2 separate regions of the Mus musculus genome follow, and region 1 is linked to region 2. A link is a contact called in public promoter capture Hi-C data. All regions are on one chromosome and are shown on one strand. Each heading gives the region's core, a stretch centred on a gene start, on an enhancer-like site or on the middle of the called end of the contact. The rest is flanking DNA. Distances are from core to core; before and after follow the strand shown. Region 1 holds the start of Slc39a4 (solute carrier family 39 (zinc transporter), member 4). Region 2 holds the start of Scrib (scribbled planar cell polarity).

Evidence for each region. Capture Hi-C pulls out chosen DNA fragments and counts their contacts.
Region 1: a promoter capture Hi-C map of adipose tissue shows a contact between it and region 2. The contact joins the promoter of Slc39a4 here to the promoter of Scrib in region 2. A contact is called at or near these places in 2 of 39 promoter capture datasets (erythroid cells and liver), 2 of 115 datasets of contacts at active chromatin or transcription factors (bone marrow-derived macrophages and pancreatic cancer cells) and 2 of 9 other capture datasets (adipose tissue and liver).

The regions. Positions count from the first base shown.
Region 1 is chr15:76,613,792-76,618,799 of GRCm38.p6, reverse strand. It overlaps Slc39a4 (solute carrier family 39 (zinc transporter), member 4), which reads left to right and starts at 1,930. Exons shown (of 12, transcript NM_028064.3): 1 at 1,930-2,227; 2 at 2,641-2,925; 3 at 3,561-3,756; 4 at 3,887-4,050; 5 at 4,142-4,313; 6 at 4,571-4,743; 7 at 4,855-5,008. The coding sequence starts at 2,039.
Region 2 is chr15:76,067,096-76,071,825 of GRCm38.p6, reverse strand. Scrib (scribbled planar cell polarity) reads left to right here and starts at 2,042. Exons shown (of 36, transcript NM_001310543.1): 1 at 2,042-2,597; 2 at 4,048-4,165; 3 at 4,271-4,349; 4 at 4,447-4,536; 5 at 4,625-4,681. The coding sequence starts at 2,439. It overlaps Puf60 (poly-U binding splicing factor 60), which reads left to right. Exons shown (of 12, transcript NM_028364.2): 8 at 1-86; 9 at 170-360; 10 at 509-644; 11 at 842-1,077; 12 at 1,199-1,644. The coding sequence ends at 1,498.

The DNA.
Region 1 (5,008 bases), core at 681-3,180, 550 kb before region 2:
GAGTGCTGGGATTAGGGGTATTCACCGTGATACCTGGATTCTACTTCTTTTCTTATTATCTGTAGCCACTGAATTAAGTCTTGCAGGAGTCCTAGGGAATCACTAACCAGGGAGCACTGTTTTGCTCTATTTTAATTTTGTACTGTGATAACACACAGAAGTTGCCACTTGGACCACATTTCAGTGGCACTGAGTTCAGCCATTGTATTGTCCTTTCCACACCTTCATCTACCCAAGCGAAACCTTCACAAGTAGTAACTCCAGTTCCCGGGTGCTGAAGTTCACCATTTGACTTTTTTTTTTTTTTTTTTTTTTTGGCCCGAGGGAACAATTGTTGCGGCATACAATAGAGGTGAAAGAACAGCTTTCTGGAGCTGCATTTTTTCCTTCTACCACCGTGAATCCTTGGCAAGCTTCTTTACACACACACACACACACCACACCACACACACACACACACACACACACACACACACACACACACTCACCTATGCAGTGAGCTGGCTGGGAATGAGCAGGAGAGGCAGTGTTAGCTGCACGAGGGCTGGCTGTTCTGCCTTTCCGAGCTCAGGCAGGTCCCTCCTTTGAGGGAGAGATCTAGGGAAGCCAGAACAGCCAGGCCTACACAAAGACTTCTCCCTAGGGGATACAGGGAAAGAAAATCAACCTAGTCTTAGCTCTCAGCTGCCCAGCAATGAAAAGAAATAAGAAAGGCAGTTTGGGTATATGGCATCTTCAGAGCTCCATGTAGGGAATGCTCTCAGGTTGGCTCTCCCAGTTCCCAGTCATAGTTCTTCCATAGGACCAGCAAGGATGCTGCATTGCAAGGATGCTAGCCATAAGAAACATTGACATGTGTATGTTCGGAACAGGTCTGAAGCAGTTGACCCGTGAGCTCAAGGATACTCAGCTAGATTCTTTCTCCACCCTGCCCTACCCTCCAGAATACTAGGGGACAGAGTTCGTTAGGCATTAGGTTCATACTCAGCCACACCCCAGAGGGCTAGGGTCAGGACTGGTGTGAACTTGAGTGGAAGAAGGCCACAGTGCCTCTGGGGCTACCCAAAGCCCTCTTCCAGAAGGCCAAAATGCCTTGTGACCCGGGAATTGTCAGTTCCTGGAGATTCCAACCCCTCCTTCAGCCTGCCACCTGGATAGAGATAAGGCTCAGGGGTCAAAGGCTGGAAGGCTCAATGGGGGAGGGGCACAGCTGGGGGCCCCAGCCCTACCTCCTTCTTCTTATGCTCAGGCTTTAGCGCTCACAACAGGGCCTCAAACTCCTACTGCTCAACTCGAACTCTTCCAAGCCCCAAAAGTTGGCTAGGACCAAAGTCACATCTTTGTTTCCTGTTTGTCTAGGTTGGGGCTTTAGCCATTTCCTGGGGATTTTCCCCGAGGGCTGGGGGTGGGGGAGCATGACGCAGCAAGTACCCTGCAGAAATCTCCCATTGTAGCCCATATTGGACCCAGCGGCCTTAGCTCAGGAGCCAAGAGCAGCACCCCCACCCTCACCCAGGCTACAAGATTTGGAATTTGTCTAAGCTGCTTGGGCTGAGAGGCAGCTGGTGAAGGGTGGAGGGAAGCCTAAGAGCTCTCCTGAAAATGTCAAATAGAACGCCCATGTTTGACTTGATAACATCTACGCGCTCAAACCTTTAATCCCCCTAGCTTCTGGTCCAGTGGCAAGGTAACAGGCGAGGGTGATCTGGGCTCTTCAGGGAACAGAGGAAGCCCTGACTGGCAGTTCAGGGTGTGACAGGTTCAAGCCGCCCACCTAAGGACAGGGACCCACCTTTAGCTCCAGCCCCAGGAGGCACCAGCTCTTTCTCCCCAGGCTTTCGGGGAGGATCTGCCACTGGAATGGCTAACCCAGCAGCCAATCACAGAGCCCTGTAGGAAATATCTGGGAGAGGTCTTGGAGCTAGGGCCAAGGCAAGTTGAACCCAGCTCCAGTCTGGCCCCGGACAGTCCCAGCTGTCTCCAGCTAGCCCAGAAGTCAGCACCTCTACAAGGAACGCTTTTGGGGGCCTGAGGCGTGATGCTCCCAAAGTCGGTCACACAGGGACTTGTGTTGGCTCTGCTGGTGGGCACAGTGGCAGTGGCCCGGCCCAGGAACCTGCTCAGCCTGCTCGCCTTGGGCCAGGGTGCTCTGGATCGCCTGGAACTGGACGGCCTGTTAAATACGCTGGTGGCCCGTGTGCACTGCACCGACGGGCCGTGTGAAAAGGTAACACCCCCACCCGATGGGTCCCCCAGCCCCGGCCCCTTCCTGCCCGCTCCACCCTGTGGCAGGCACTAAAGAGATCTGGGCAAACTCCAGGAGGCGGGTCTGGAGGCTGGTGTCTGCACCTGCTGGCAGGCTGGAGCCTCCCTTCCGTTTCTGGGGGGCTTATACAGGCCTGGGCCTCCATCCTGGGACACACAGCTCCATTCCCCCAGGCTATCAAATTTGTGGTGACTCACAGTGACCACTCTCACCTTCAGGATGGGGGAGTAATTGCTGGGGACCCCTTTGTGTAGGCTCCTAGTCAAGCTAACTACAAGGGGCAGAACATGACATAAGATAGCTGATAGAATCCATGCCTGTAGGCTATGCCTGGTAGGCTTAGTCTAGCTCAGATCCTGTCTGTTTGCCCACAGTGTCTGTCTGTGGAGAATGTCTTGGCTCTAGGCAAACCTGACAAGCCACAGCCTGCCCCAGAATCAGTCCTGGAGTCCAGACACATTATTTACCTTAGTGCTGCTGCTGCCCTCTACCTTAACAACCCAGAGAAAACATGCAAGGACATCCAAGCTGGCCTCTTGGCCTCCCATGTGGACGATTACCTGGCCACACTGGAGAGTCCAGAGGCCATGACCCTGGGTCTGAGCCAGCTACTGCAGAAGATTGAGGCCCATGCTGCCAGCCAACCCACCGGGGAGAAGGTGAGGGCCCAGACAGCTTTTGGGGGATAATGACAAGGACCTTAGTGCCATGGAAGGGAGGCTGCCCCAACAAGGGAGATGTCCCACGTGCAGCCTCATTGGAGGTACTTAGGTGGGAATCAGTCTTGTGCACAGTTGGTAGAACGGGGTCTGCGGGAGTCTGGGGGAACCCTTTGGGGGAAATGACAGTCAGGAGAGCTCTGGGGCCAAGGTCATAGGCCACAGTGAAGGGTGTGACTAGCTGGGGCAGCCTAGGTTTATGGTATAGGTAGCTGGTTTAGGGACATAGGCTGATGTCTTCTGTGAAATCTGGGAAGTAACTTGAGGAGGTTGGAGCCGGGCAGTGGTGGAACACGCCTTTAATCCCAGCACTGGGGAGGCAGAGGCAGATGGATTTCTGAGTTCAAGGCCAGCCTGGTCTACAAAGTGAGTTCAGGACAGCCAGGGCTATACAGAGAAACCCTGTCTCGAAAGAAAGAAAGAAAGAGAGAGAGAGAGAGAGAGAGAGAGAGAGAGAGAGAGAGAGAGAGAGAGAATGAACTTGAGGAGGTTGGGAGTTGATGGGAGACCCAGGCAGTGAGGTGGACTCCTGAAGCCAATACTGAGGGCAGAGTTGAAGACAATCTCTTTTACAGACCTGTGTAGATCTTCCCCAACTGCTGGAGGAGGCTGAGGCAGCAGGGGTTTCCAAAAGCGCCGGCCTGGTCTTGACTGCCTTGCTGGATCATGTCATTAATGGGTCCTGCTTCCAAGGCCTGCCTAGCCCTCAGTACTTTGTGGACTTTGTGTTCAGGCTACACAGTAGTGACCCTCCCAATATCACGCTGCATGGTGAGGCCTAGGCTACGATCGTCAGCCGCTACTCTTGGGGAATGGGGGGACAAGGCTGGAGCTGAGCGCACTGACTGCACTGTTTTTGTTTTTGTTTTTTTGTTTTTTGCTTTTTGTTTTTTCTTGCTAGAACTGGAGAATTTGATGCATCACCTTGGGGTGGGTGGAGAGGACCACAGTGACCATGATGACCACGGTGATCATGCTGACCACAGTCATCCGGACAGGAAAGCCAGCCACCAAGACTCTGAGCTCCATACTCCCCACAACAGCAACTCTAGTGTATGGGACACGGTACGCCACTCATGCCATTCTGGAGAAAGAAGACAACCTTCCATGGGTCTGTTCAGACACCTGACTCCTGTCCTGTTCTCTTTGCCTCCAGCTGTGCCTGAGTGCCAAAGATATAATGGCTGTGTATGGGCTATCTGAAGAGGCTGGGGTGAGCCCTCAGGCCTGGGCCCAACTGACCCCTGCCTTGGTCCAGCAGCAGCTAAGTGGAGCCTGCAGCCCCTACCCCACTATCCGTATTCAGGACCAGCTCAGTCAAACAGAGAGTGAGTCCCCCGCCCTGGGTGCTAGCCTCAGGTTATTGGGCTCTAGAAGGGGGCATGAGTTGGCATTGAGGAATGAGGAACCACTAAAGGAGGAAGAGTAGTGGATTTCAAGGCTAGAGGGCCAGAGTAAATAGATTCCTGGCACCTGCTGACGGCATCTCTGTAGAGATCTTGCCCACTACATCCTGCTTGGCTGGACTTGTGGGGGATTGCCTGTCTAGGAAGCAGGGGAAATCTCAGTGTAGACTCACCCACAGGGTATCTCTATGGCTCGCTGGCCACCCTGCTCATCTGCCTCTGTGCTGTGTTCGGTCTTCTGCTGCTGACCTGTGCCAAATGCAGCACAGCCACCCACTACATCATGCAGACCTTCCTAAGCTTGGCTGTGGGCGCACTTACCGGCGATGCTCTTCTGCACCTGATACCCAAGGTCAGCCGTCACTCAACAGGGCCCCCCCCCCCCCACACTGCCCTTTTCCCAGCCTCAATCAAGCCTCTTGTAGCCCTGAAGTTCCCCAGTCAGTACTCGCCCCCTTCTCAGGTGCTGGGACTGCACACACATGGTGGAGAGGGTCACACCCATGAGGAGGAGGTGGGCGTTGGTGGGCAGGCCACCTGGCGCCTGCTGGCTGTACTTGGAGGCTTCTACATCTTCTTCCTGTTTGAGAGCTTCTTCAACCTCTTGTTGCCCAGGG
Region 2 (4,730 bases), core at 793-3,292:
TGTATTTGAAGCCTTTGGCAAGATCAAGTCTTGTACGCTGGCCCGGGACCCCACAACTGGCAAGCACAAGGGCTATGGTTTTATCGGTGAGTTTGGGAAGGGCCAAGGAGAAGAGGGAGCCCGCCTCTTACTGGGGCTGGCTTTTCTCACTGCTCATCCTGCCCTGCAGAATATGAGAAGGCCCAGTCGTCCCAGGATGCTGTGTCCTCCATGAACCTCTTTGATCTGGGTGGCCAGTACTTGAGGGTGGGCAAGGCCGTCACACCCCCCATGCCCCTGCTAACACCTGCCACGCCTGGAGGTCTCCCGCCTGCTGCTGCTGTGGCCGCAGCTGCAGCCACGGCCAAGATTACAGCTCAGGTGAGAGCTGGTGCAGTGATGAGTGTGGACAGTGGGTGGACAGACCCACTCAGCCTTTGGGAACTGGCTCTTAGATGGTTTGGGTGGGAACAAAGAACTGACTGTGAGAACAGACTAGAAACTGACTCTGCTTGTCTTTTGGTTGCAGGAAGCAGTGGCTGGAGCAGCAGTGCTGGGTACTTTAGCCACACCAGGACTAGTGTCCCCAGCACTGACACTGGCCCAGCCCTTAGGGGCCCTACCCCAGGCTGTCATGGCTGCCCAGGCCCCTGGAGTCATCACAGGTGAGTCTGAGTTGATCAGGTTCTCTTCCATTCCTTTCCCCTCTCCTCTAGGGTCTGTCTTCAGCTTCCCAACCCATACTTACTTCGGTGTAATCCCTTGAATCCAGGACAGGCTGGCTATCGCCAACCATCTCTTTACTCTTTCCCAAACAGGAGAGTGTATGTGTGGCTATTAAACTCGGTTGGTTTTGCTGCAGGTGTGACACCAGCCCGCCCTCCTATTCCGGTCACCATCCCCTCTGTGGGAGTAGTGAACCCCATTCTCGCCAGCCCGCCAACGTTGGGTCTGTTGGAGCCCAAGAAGGAGAAGGAAGAGGAGGAGCTGTTTCCTGAGTCAGAACGGCCAGAGATGTTGAGTGAGCAGGAGCACATGAGCATCTCGGGCAGCAGTGCTCGCCACATGGTCATGCAAAAGCTACTCAGAAAACAGGAGGTAAGTAGGTGGGCTCGTGCCAGGCCCGCTCTCGGCGGTATGAATGTGAAGTAGTGGGTGATAGGTCGCAGCATTCAGGTGTCTTTCCCACAGTCACAGCAGTCAATTGTCTTTCCTACAGTCTACAGTGATGGTTCTCCGAAACATGGTGGACCCCAAGGACATCGATGACGACCTGGAGGGAGAGGTGACAGAGGAGTGTGGCAAATTTGGTGCTGTGAACCGGGTCATTATCTATCAAGAAAAACAGGGCGAAGAGGAAGATGCAGAAATCATCGTCAAGATTTTTGTGGAATTCTCCATGGCCTCAGAGACTCACAAGGCCATCCAGGCCCTCAATGGGCGCTGGTTTGGTGGTCGCAAGGTGGTGGCTGAAGTGTATGACCAGGAGCGTTTTGATAACAGCGACCTCTCCGCGTGACTTTGGCCTCATTTCCTGGACTTGCACTTGCCCCTTCCTTCCTTTGGGTTTTGTAAAGTGTTAACCGTGGTGTGTCCCTGGGACCAGGCACTCTGCCCAACCCACCCTGTAGTGTACATAAAGATGCAGATACCACTGGCCCTGAAGTCCCTGTGTCTGAAATTGGTCCTGTGACCCAAGCTGGTTGTGTGTGGAATGTCTTATCAGGGTTCCAAGGCACCAGGGACAAGGAGGGCGTTCAGCCTGCTGTGCAGGGGTGAACAGGAGGGACCGGGGTGGACAGGCCTTGCTTTATCTTCCTTTGTGGGGAGTGCTGGCTTGCAGCCTTGCTCACGTGGATAGCTCTGAGAGCTGTCTGGCCCTGAGATCTGTAGGATCCAGGACCAAGAGAGCATTTTGTGGGCGGGCGGGCATCTGAGTTGTTACACCTGCTAGTATGGGTTACGCCAGAGCGAGGCCGGAAATCCCGACATGCCCCGCGCGAGACCGCTACGGGTCGTCGGAGACGCCACGCCGCGTGGCCCTTTGGGAGCTGTAGTTTTGAGCAGAGAGGGCGGGCCTAGGCTTCCCGGCGGGCTGCGCGGCTGGGCGGTTGTCGCGGGCAGCGGCGGCGGTTCCGGCTGCGGTGCTGCGGGCGGATGAGCTGCTAGGTGAGCAGGCCGGGCGGGATGCGGAGCCGCCGCCGCGCCCCCAGCGCCTAAGAAAGCGCTGCCGGGTCAGGCCGTGCTGCCAGCTGTGTGCCGCCGTCGGAGCCTACAGCTCGTATTGAACGCGGGCCGAGCCGAGCGCCGACCCCGGCCACAGTCCGGGACCCGGCTGCCCGCCCCACCCCCGCGCGCGCCGCTCCGCCCGCGCTCGGCGCTCATGCGGGCCGAGCCCCGCCCCCCGGCCCGAGCCCGCCGAGCGCCTCCCGAGCCCGCGCTCACTGCCCGCCCGCATCATGCTGAAGTGCATCCCGCTCTGGCGTTGTAACCGGCACGTGGAGTCGGTGGATAAGCGGCACTGCTCGCTGCAGGTTGTGCCAGAGGAGATTTACCGCTACAGTCGTAGCCTCGAGGAGCTGCTCCTCGACGCCAACCAGCTGCGCGAGCTACCTAAGGTGAGCGGCCGCCGCACCTGCTGCCCCGCGCTCAGTTCTCGGGGTGGTGTATGACTTCTGGGGCAGCCGGCTGGAGCGAGATCTCAGCAGGCGCTGCCCGAGCTGGGCACCGCAACCTCCAGCCGGCCCTGCAGGTTCCTACTGGTCAGAGCCCCGCCCCAGCCAGCCCCACCCTCCTCCAGCCGCCGGTGTTGGCACCTGGTGGCAACCTGTCTGGGGACTAAGTAGATACTGAACCTAAAAGGGGAGCCAACAGAGAAGCCCATGAGAGCACAGGAGGAGGATGGGTCCAGGGTGCGAGACCGACCCGGGTTAGCAACTGTTAAAGCTAGTTGGGCTACTTTAAGGGTAGGAAGTTGGTTTTCTTGCACTGTGTTCTGCCTTCGTTTTGGGAGGAGAGGTTTGCAGTGCTGAGTGGGACTCTCCTAAGATACTTGCAGTGTCAGATCTATTCTGTCATCGCTCAGCGGAGAGCCCACCTTTCACTGTCTGTGTTCCTTCCTGTCGGGTTTGTTTGGGGTTTTTTTTGTTGTTGTTGTTCTGAGGCCACACTAGAAGGAAGGCCAAAGGAGGCAGGTTATGTAGGACTTACTTTTCTGAGATAGGGGACTCAGTGGTCTGATATTCTTGCCGGCTGGTGGCGTTGCGGGTGTTCTTCATAGACCTTTATGGTATCCGTGTGTGAATCTTGGACATTTTGCACTTGTGTTTCTCTCTGGTGCCTGTTGTTGTTATTGCTTTTTTTTTTTTGTTCTGTTTCTTGAGACAGGGTTTCCCCTTCGTAACCCTGGTTATCCTGGAATTCATTCTGGCTGTCCTAGAACTCAGAGATCCACCTGCCTCTGTGGGTACTAAAGATGTGCACCACCCACAACCCACCCCAGTGCTCTCTGGTGTTTTTATTGTTGTTCTCTCTTTGTTAAGCTCTTGCTGTTCATTGTTGGGGTTCCTGAAGAGCTCCAAACTCCTTTAGAAGAGGTAGTTTGGATAGTAGGTAGGATACTGAGAGTGACTGACCCATAGGGCAGAGGGCAGGGGCTATCCATTTGGGAGCTGCTGATGTCTTGCCTGGGGCATGTTATCTGGGTGACATCTGGGTAATAGTGAGAGGTGGGCTTTCCACCGAGAAATGAGAGCGTAGGTCTGACAGTATCTTAGGAGAGTCCCCCTCAGCAGTTGCAGAGTATCATTGCAGAACAGCAGTGGTACATGTGACAAATGACACAAGGGAGACCAGGCATCAGGTGGGCAGGGGTGTGTTTTGCAGGCTTCTTTGTCTGGTTTTTCAGCACACTGGGTATCATGGCTAGAGCCGCAGAACCTTGTGTGACCTGGGATACAAAGAGGTCCAGGACCCTGTGGCCATGATCCTCCTGGTTTGGAAACTCTCCCATACCCATAGGGCTTTGGCTATAGAGCCTGTTCCCCTGATCACATCTTCTGCCCACAGCCCTTCTTCCGACTGTTGAACTTGAGAAAGTTGGGCCTCAGTGACAACGAGATCCAGCGGCTGCCTCCTGAAGTGGCCAACTTCATGCAGCTGGTGGAGCTAGATGTGTCCCGGAACGGTAGGGGGGGAGGGCGGGTGGCACTCCGTGAACATAGGGGGGAGCATAGGGGCTCCTGGGAGCTCCTGAGGCGTGCCATCCTCACGGCACCCTCTCCAAACACAGATATTCCTGAGATACCTGAGAGCATAAAGTTCTGTAAGGCTCTGGAGATTGCAGACTTCAGTGGGAACCCCCTGTCTAGGTAAGTGTTAGCCCACAGTGCGGGTTGGCTCTTGGCCACGGCAGGGTCTAGAGCTCTTCCATGCGTATCTGAGGCCTGTGTTGCTTTGTTTCTCCAGACTTCCGGATGGCTTCACACAGCTACGCAGCCTGGCTCACCTGGCCCTGAATGACGTGTCCCTGCAGGCACTGCCTGGAGATGTGGGCAAGTGAGTGCCCCTTGATGAGTGGATCTGGGTATAGGCAGTGCTTGTCTTGGTTCTGCCTTCCTCAGCCCTGGTCCTTGGTCTCTTTCAGCCTGGCCAATCTGGTGACCCTGGAACTCCGGGAGAACCTGCTTAAATCTCTCCCTGCGTAAGTTTGGGGCCTCCACCCAGCAGAGGTAGAGCTACCCTGGGGCGTG